2 separate regions of the Anser cygnoides genome follow, and region 1 is linked to region 2. Evidence: chromatin contacts called from public Hi-C data. All regions are on one chromosome and are shown on one strand. The core of a region is the stretch at or near the end of the contact, and the rest is flanking DNA. Distances in the headings are between cores, read along the strand shown.

Region 1 (3,356 bases), core at 355-2,854, 720 kb after region 2:
TCCCCAATTTTTCTTATCTCCTGAAAAGTTATATTTAAGCAGATGATCCCAGTGGAAGCCCACGTTACAAGATAGCCCACGTGACGCTACTGATAACAACAGCTCTTCTCTCACAAGGCGAAGCTCCGGAGATGTGCAGCGTGCATTGGTCTGACAGAAGGTGTGACGCACTGTACCGCACACCCATCGCCTCGCTGCCTGCCCAGCCGCACTGCGCCCAGCCCCCGGGGACCTACTCCAGGGGAAATGCATTTTACAAACAGACGCACCACACTTGTGAGTTTGAAAATATAGTTGCACCAAAATCTCCTCCTCCTCAGGTGTAGCAAGTATGATTTTCTCCACTATTTACAATACCCAGACTGCTGGTTAAGAGTATGTTTTCGTTCCTAACAAAAAAGCGATTTTCTTCTAATAGCAGGCATGCTCCAGTCTTTATTCCAGAAAGCTTTCTCTTTGTGTTTTGCAGGTCTTCATCCTAAAATGGGGATGTAGAGCCGTTCTTACAACATTTTAAGATGTGATATATGTCACTCTCTGGCTTTCCATGCCTTCCCCCTGCAACCTTCCACCTCTCAGTGCTGCAGCACAGCCTTTCCTGCTTTGCCCATAGGATCAGATGCCACAGCCCCGGTCCCCCCTCACAGTTCCCCATCCTGTTAGCAGCTGCCCCCTTTCCCAGCTGCACCAGGGAAGAAAAGAGCTGCTGAGTGCACAAGGCAAGGACCTGCCATCCCGGGGGAGCAGAGAAGTGCTTTAACAGGGCTCCCTGGGCTTCAGGAGGGTGCGAGAGGAGATGCTGCCAGTGCTGAGCTTACTGTGGGGTGGCACCTACCTCCCTTCTGTCTGACATCAGGTTAGCTGGGTAACAAGAGGAAAGGGAGAGTCTTACAGACCTAGGGAGCCCCTCATCCCCTTGTTTTATAATACTGTGGTGCATATGGGTAATAATTTTTATTTTTATTTTTTTTCCATGAGAACAGCAACATAAAGATTACCAGGGTTTCCTCTCCTTACTCCCTGCCTGCCTCTCCAGGAAATCCACCGCTGCTGTGACAAGCAGCTAGCAGCTGTACGCTCTTCTTGTAGTACCATGGCAGAGCTTTAACACAGAATTTAGTATCTGGAGAAACAAGATCCTTGATCACTATGCTTTTAGGTTTTCAGATTGTTAATCTTGAATACACAGCCAAGGGAGAAGGCCTTTCCTGTCTGTTCTCAGTTACATCATTCAGGAATTATGACTGAAGCTAATCACATTGCTTCAGCACTATCTGCATCGTATTTTGCTTTTCTTCAGAGGCAGCCTCTCACCCATTAGCATCATTATTACCTGGCTGGATGTACATTCTCATGAATACTTTCACATTTTAGCCAGATGGAGCATTTTTGTAATTATACACCCAGCAGCTTATGGCCGGGTACTTTCTTTCTACCTGATTCCTGCTCAGCAATTTGGTTTTGAAGTTGCTCCCACCCAAACCTCTGCTAAAGGTACCACAGAGGTAATCTTTGAAGATTGACAGGTCCCAAACTTCATGAGTTTGATCTAGTTCTGGCTTAAGCTACCAGTTATGCTACCCCAAGCCATTCAGTCCAGCCATTTCTATTATGTGCATGTGACTGAATCTTATTGCAAAAGAACGAGTTAATGATTTGCAGTCCTGGCAAGCCTCTGGTTTCTTTTAAACTTAACTTTTGTAAGCGATGTTCTCAGGTAGTTTCAGTGCTTGTAAAGCTACTGCGTTACTCTGGAGATCTTTTTACCTCTGGTTGACAACATTGTCCATTTCTAGAGCTGCTTGGCTGCCCCCATAGCACCATGTGGTAAAACTTTATATACTCTCCCATTGCCTTTGCTTTGTAGCTGCACTCTTAAAAAAAACAAAACAAAAACTAGAAGAACTGAAGTTACTTCCTTCGGGTTCACGCCAGGTTCTCTTCAAAGCAATTCAGAGAACTTGGTTTGCTCAATCTTTTGACACGAATTAGGTCTGTTTCCAGTTCCAGGTAATGCACTTGACATACACAGCACTGGCAAGAGACTGGTGTTTGTTTCTTGGATAAAATTACACAACACGTGCCCTTGTTATCAGTCCCTGATCCATTATCTTTGGCATCTGCTGCACAGAAGCTGCTGTTATGCAATGGAAACTCAGAAGATCTCTTGTACTTCGCTCACTTCTCCTCTAACCCAAGAAACAAGTATAAAACAGCTCACTGAATGCAAGGAAACCTCCACCTGCAAGCTCTTCTCGCGATTGCCACAAAGTACTTCAGAGCTGCTTGCACTTCTCCAAGTCTGTTTCCATCCCCTAATGACACAGATCATTGCCATCCTAATACCAGCCAGTAAAAGCCCAGCGTGTATGGATTTTCCTTATAGCTTTGAATGGAAAAAGGGAAGAATCATGGAGAACATCAGCTTTTGTTCTGCTACATATAAGCTTGCTTTGGTAGAAAAGTTGAAGAAATATAGGAACATGCTTTGAAATAGGATTTTTAAAAGGAAACTGCTCTTTATCTTCCATTTGAGAGAAAAATGCGTGAAGGACTGAATAAGTTGAACGAAAAAAAACAAAAAGGAACTGAGGGAACTGCTTGGGCAAAAGAAGAGAGGGGGTGGAGAAAACTCAAAAGCAACAGGAAAAGGGCAGGCACAGATTGTCAATTAACTTCAGATCAAAGGAAAATCCTGATCAAAACCTCTCTCTTCTTCTAAGAGGCATCGCCCATTTCTAGTACCTGCTGCAAAGAAATGAGCATGCTTTAGATGCAGACCCAAGAGAACGAGCCTGATACCTGTAAAGCTTGCAGAACACTTTTCACAGCTGACACCCCAGGCAAAAAGAACCAGAAAACCCATTGTAGTGTAGTGCAGAACAGCAGTTGCGGTGGTCGTTCACTGGTCATTTTCCCTCTGTGCTGGCTGCGGGAGAGCTGCAGCACAGACCAGCATCTGTCACCCTGTGCACTTCTCCACAGGCACATTTCCCCCTTCATGACTGCCCAGGAAGTACCACATCATCTGTCCAAAACCAGCATAGAAGCTCCAAGAAGGTAGCTCCTGGCTGGACTGAGCCGATCTAAACCTCAGACGACCATGCACCTCTCAGTGCTAGCAATGCTGGATGAAGAAAGCTTTGCAGCACCTACCCCTGTAGCTGTTCTGCAGCTACACAAGTTTTGCCATCAGGCCACCTGCTTGTCTCTGTACTGGCAGCTGACACGTGCACCTTTGGCAGGAGGCTTTCAGGCAGGTGAAACAAAACATTTCTTAATTACAGCAGCAGAGCAAGGCTGGATCTGAATAGAAAAATCAACACCAAAACGAGAGCAGGTGTAGAAAGGGAAGA
Region 2 (3,190 bases), core at 63-2,562:
GGAATTTAATACAATTCTCAGAAGATTAAATATCATATCCCATTTTTACAGACTGGCTCCAGGGCATTCACTGGAAGCCTCAAAATCTCTGCACAGACATATGCACGTATTTAGGCATGCTGTACCTACTGCATGGCAAGGTTAATAACAGACTTTTAGCAAGGCAGTGCACTGACGACACTTCACCTTTCTCAAGGAAGGTTCATTACGCAAACTCCCCAAACACATTAAGCATTCTCTGACGGTATTACCGAGTATGTATGACTTACGACGAAGAAAGATCCATTCGTTTTGGGTGCCCTTAGGCTGGAAAGGAGATGGGGGGAGTGGCGCGGAGTGGGCACTCATCTCTATAGGGAAACTAATTGCAAGAATCATCTGCCCAAAAATATGGAAGGAAATGGCTGCTGCAGTCACTTCAAACTGATAGTGGATAGGAAGAAACATATCTAATATTTGGGAGCATTTCTGCTACAAAATTCACCATCCATTAATGTTTTCAACAGATTTGTTTGTACTAAATGTACCGGGGCTGTTGCAAACATGCAGGACGTACTACCTGATTTCCCCTGAATATCCTTCACTAAATGATCCTATTTATTTTTAGGCTGTTCTTTAGCACTAATTACCATAGTAACTGAAAACAGTACAAAGATTAATTAATTTATTCAGCACAACACCCTTGTTAAGAGAGAAGTGTTATCATTATTATATCCTTTCATCATCTAAGAAAAGAAGTGCTGAGAGATGAAGCAGTTGGTTCAAGGTCATGCAAGCACCACCCAGGTTGCCTCAAAGCTCCTGGAAAACTTCGTGGCAGCTCCACTTCTCACCTCTTGAGCCACTGGACAGGGGTGAAAGATTCTTTTTTTTCCCAAACAGAGAATCAATAAGGCTCAGTAAACCACGCATTTCTCCCAGTCTCTCCAAGGTGGCAGTATCTCTGTGGTCTGCCCAAGGTTTTCAGTGGCTTTCACCGAACATACCAGCTTTTCCATGGACCATGAAACCACGAAAGCCTGTGATCCAGAAGTTTTAAAGCATCTCCACAGACACAGCTTATCCATCACGAAAACTGCAACTGAGAGACTGTCTGCATTTTGAGGAACATGAAGCTAACAATAAGACAAAGTGAACCCATTCTTCTCTCCAGAATTACTTATTTTCTGGGCACCTTCCCCTGAGACAGACAGCCTACAGCCACTATTCTTTCTATTTGGTTATTCACAATTGCACAGAAATATTTCAGAGCAAAAACGCATTTTAATTTGGCCAAATCCTTAGCGAGTGCAAGCTGACATTGCTCCTTCAGCTTTAGCCCAGCCCTTGCCAAGAAATCCAGCCCTTGGCAAGATGAGAACCAAGCATACATACTCCCAGATGTGTAAAGCCACAGAAAATAAAGCTGGGTGAAACTGTGAAATATGAGCCTACAACATCCTACGAACCTGTGCCAGAGGATCCGTGCTGATAGGGAATCTGCTGTGGGTGATCTCAATGGCACAGATCAATCAGGACAACAGCTGGCCAGCCTCCTGCCTCTCTGGCAGCCATGCAATCAGACGTGGAGCACGAGAAGGGAGCCTGAGTGCAAGGTATTAACCCACCACCTTTACCTCAGAAATCATCACCAGCCAGCCGTAACAACAGAAGACGGAGAAACAAAGGTCCCCCACAGGAATGTAAGTAATTACACGCAGAAGTTTACATTTTTGGAGAAGAATGGATCCGGTGAAAACACCAGCCTTCAGTGTTTATAGAAAACAGAGAGAGACTCACTTGGCTGCACGTTGTTCCATCTCACCTCACCAGCTCTGCTGCTCCCTCCTTTTATCTGCAAACTTTGACACGTCCACACTCCCCAGCTCCAAAGACCTTATTTTGGTCAAATGTGATCAGGATAAACTGCACTTTGTTCCAACAGCAAACACTACTAATCACCTGTAATGTGCCTGGTCAGCAAACGACGGGCACAGATTCTTACTGCTGAGTCAAAACAGAACAACCATGCTCACCAGCAAGTTTCAAGCGAGGTGTTTTCCTGTGGGAAATGCTATTTCAAATAAAAATATTCCAGAGAAACATGCCCATTTCAGGCACATTTCTTCTGCCCATCCAGCCCCTCAACAGCCCTCCACGCGGTTGGATGTGGAGCCCAAGCTGTGGAGCCTGACCTGGTCCTCACCAGCCCAGGGCTTCCAGGTTTGTGGCTTTTTGACAGGGTGACTTGTCAAGCTGCCCCAGAGCTACAGGTCCCTAAATCTCACAGGCTCCTGGGCTTCCCCCAGCCTGGGGGAGTGCAGGAGACCCCATGTGCAGTGCTGCCCAGGCCAGGAGGAGTGTGATGGTGCTCCTCACCATTTCTGCTGTCCATAAGTCTTGGCAGTTCTTGTCCTGAATGAGGGGTGCACTGACAGGGATGCCTGGAAATGTTCAGGGCCAGGTTGGATGGGGCTTTGACCAACCTGGTCTGGTGGGAGGTGTCCCTCCCCATGGGGTTGGAAACAGGTGATCTTTCAGGTTCCTTCCAACACAAACCACTCTGTGATTCTCTGACAGGATGAGAGACCTGACTGTGGTTATTAGGCATCCCAAATCTGGGAACTGCCCCGCACAGGATTCTAAAAGGTTCCCTCTCAATTTGGAAATAAACAAAATCTCCAGGGTTCAAAACATCCCAAGAGACTGTGCTCATTTTTATAGCCTTTCTCACTGCAAATCTCACACGGCCATTAGCACTTCTTCAGATCTGTTGGCTGCTCTTAATTATGCCTGACACACTTGTAAACCCTAGGGTGATAGGAATTAACAGCCAGGTTTCTCCACTACCAAGTGACGAAACTGTTTGCCATTCAAGCTGGCACCAAGAGGAATGGGGGTGAGGGGCCATAAGAAGAGCTATCTACCCCTCACTCCCTTAATAAAAGCAACACCAGTAGTAACTGATGGCCAGGACATAAGGAGCAGATGGTTGGCAAAGACAGATTTAGAAGTAGCCTCCCTAACTTAAAGCGAGGTCACAAATTAAGCCACTAAGGCCAAAATACCACATCTTCATAGCTTTGCCCAAGCAAAGAGTAAGGCTATGGTCATTAAGCTCACTCTCAGTAAAAGCTTTTATTTGCAATGCAGCATCTTCTTTCTAAAAGAGATTTTCATTTATGGCTACATGACAGGATTCTGTGTTATT

Evidence for each region. Hi-C and Micro-C count contacts between places; a contact is called where the count stands out from the background.
Region 1: a Hi-C map of liver shows a contact between it and region 2, with 3 times the contacts expected there. The contact joins two enhancer-like sites. A contact is called at or near these places in 2 of 7 Hi-C or Micro-C datasets (both in liver).

What each region holds. Positions count from the first base shown.
Region 1 is chr2:82,964,112-82,967,467 of Taihu_goose_T2T_genome, forward strand. No RefSeq gene overlaps it. Among named protein-coding and RNA genes, the nearest start is that of KDSR, 5.8 kb to the left of the region's middle. Within about 2 kb of position 1,605, at least 1 of the 3 cell types and tissues checked has open chromatin away from gene starts, as enhancers often do. A contact at or near this core is called in liver, where this site is marked.
Region 2 is chr2:82,242,334-82,245,523 of Taihu_goose_T2T_genome, forward strand. The region is part of intron 2 of RNF152 (ring finger protein 152); the gene reads right to left. Among named protein-coding and RNA genes, the nearest start is that of RNF152, 43 kb to the right of the region's middle. Within about 2 kb of position 1,313, at least 1 of the 3 cell types and tissues checked has open chromatin away from gene starts, as enhancers often do. A contact at or near this core is called in liver, where this site is marked.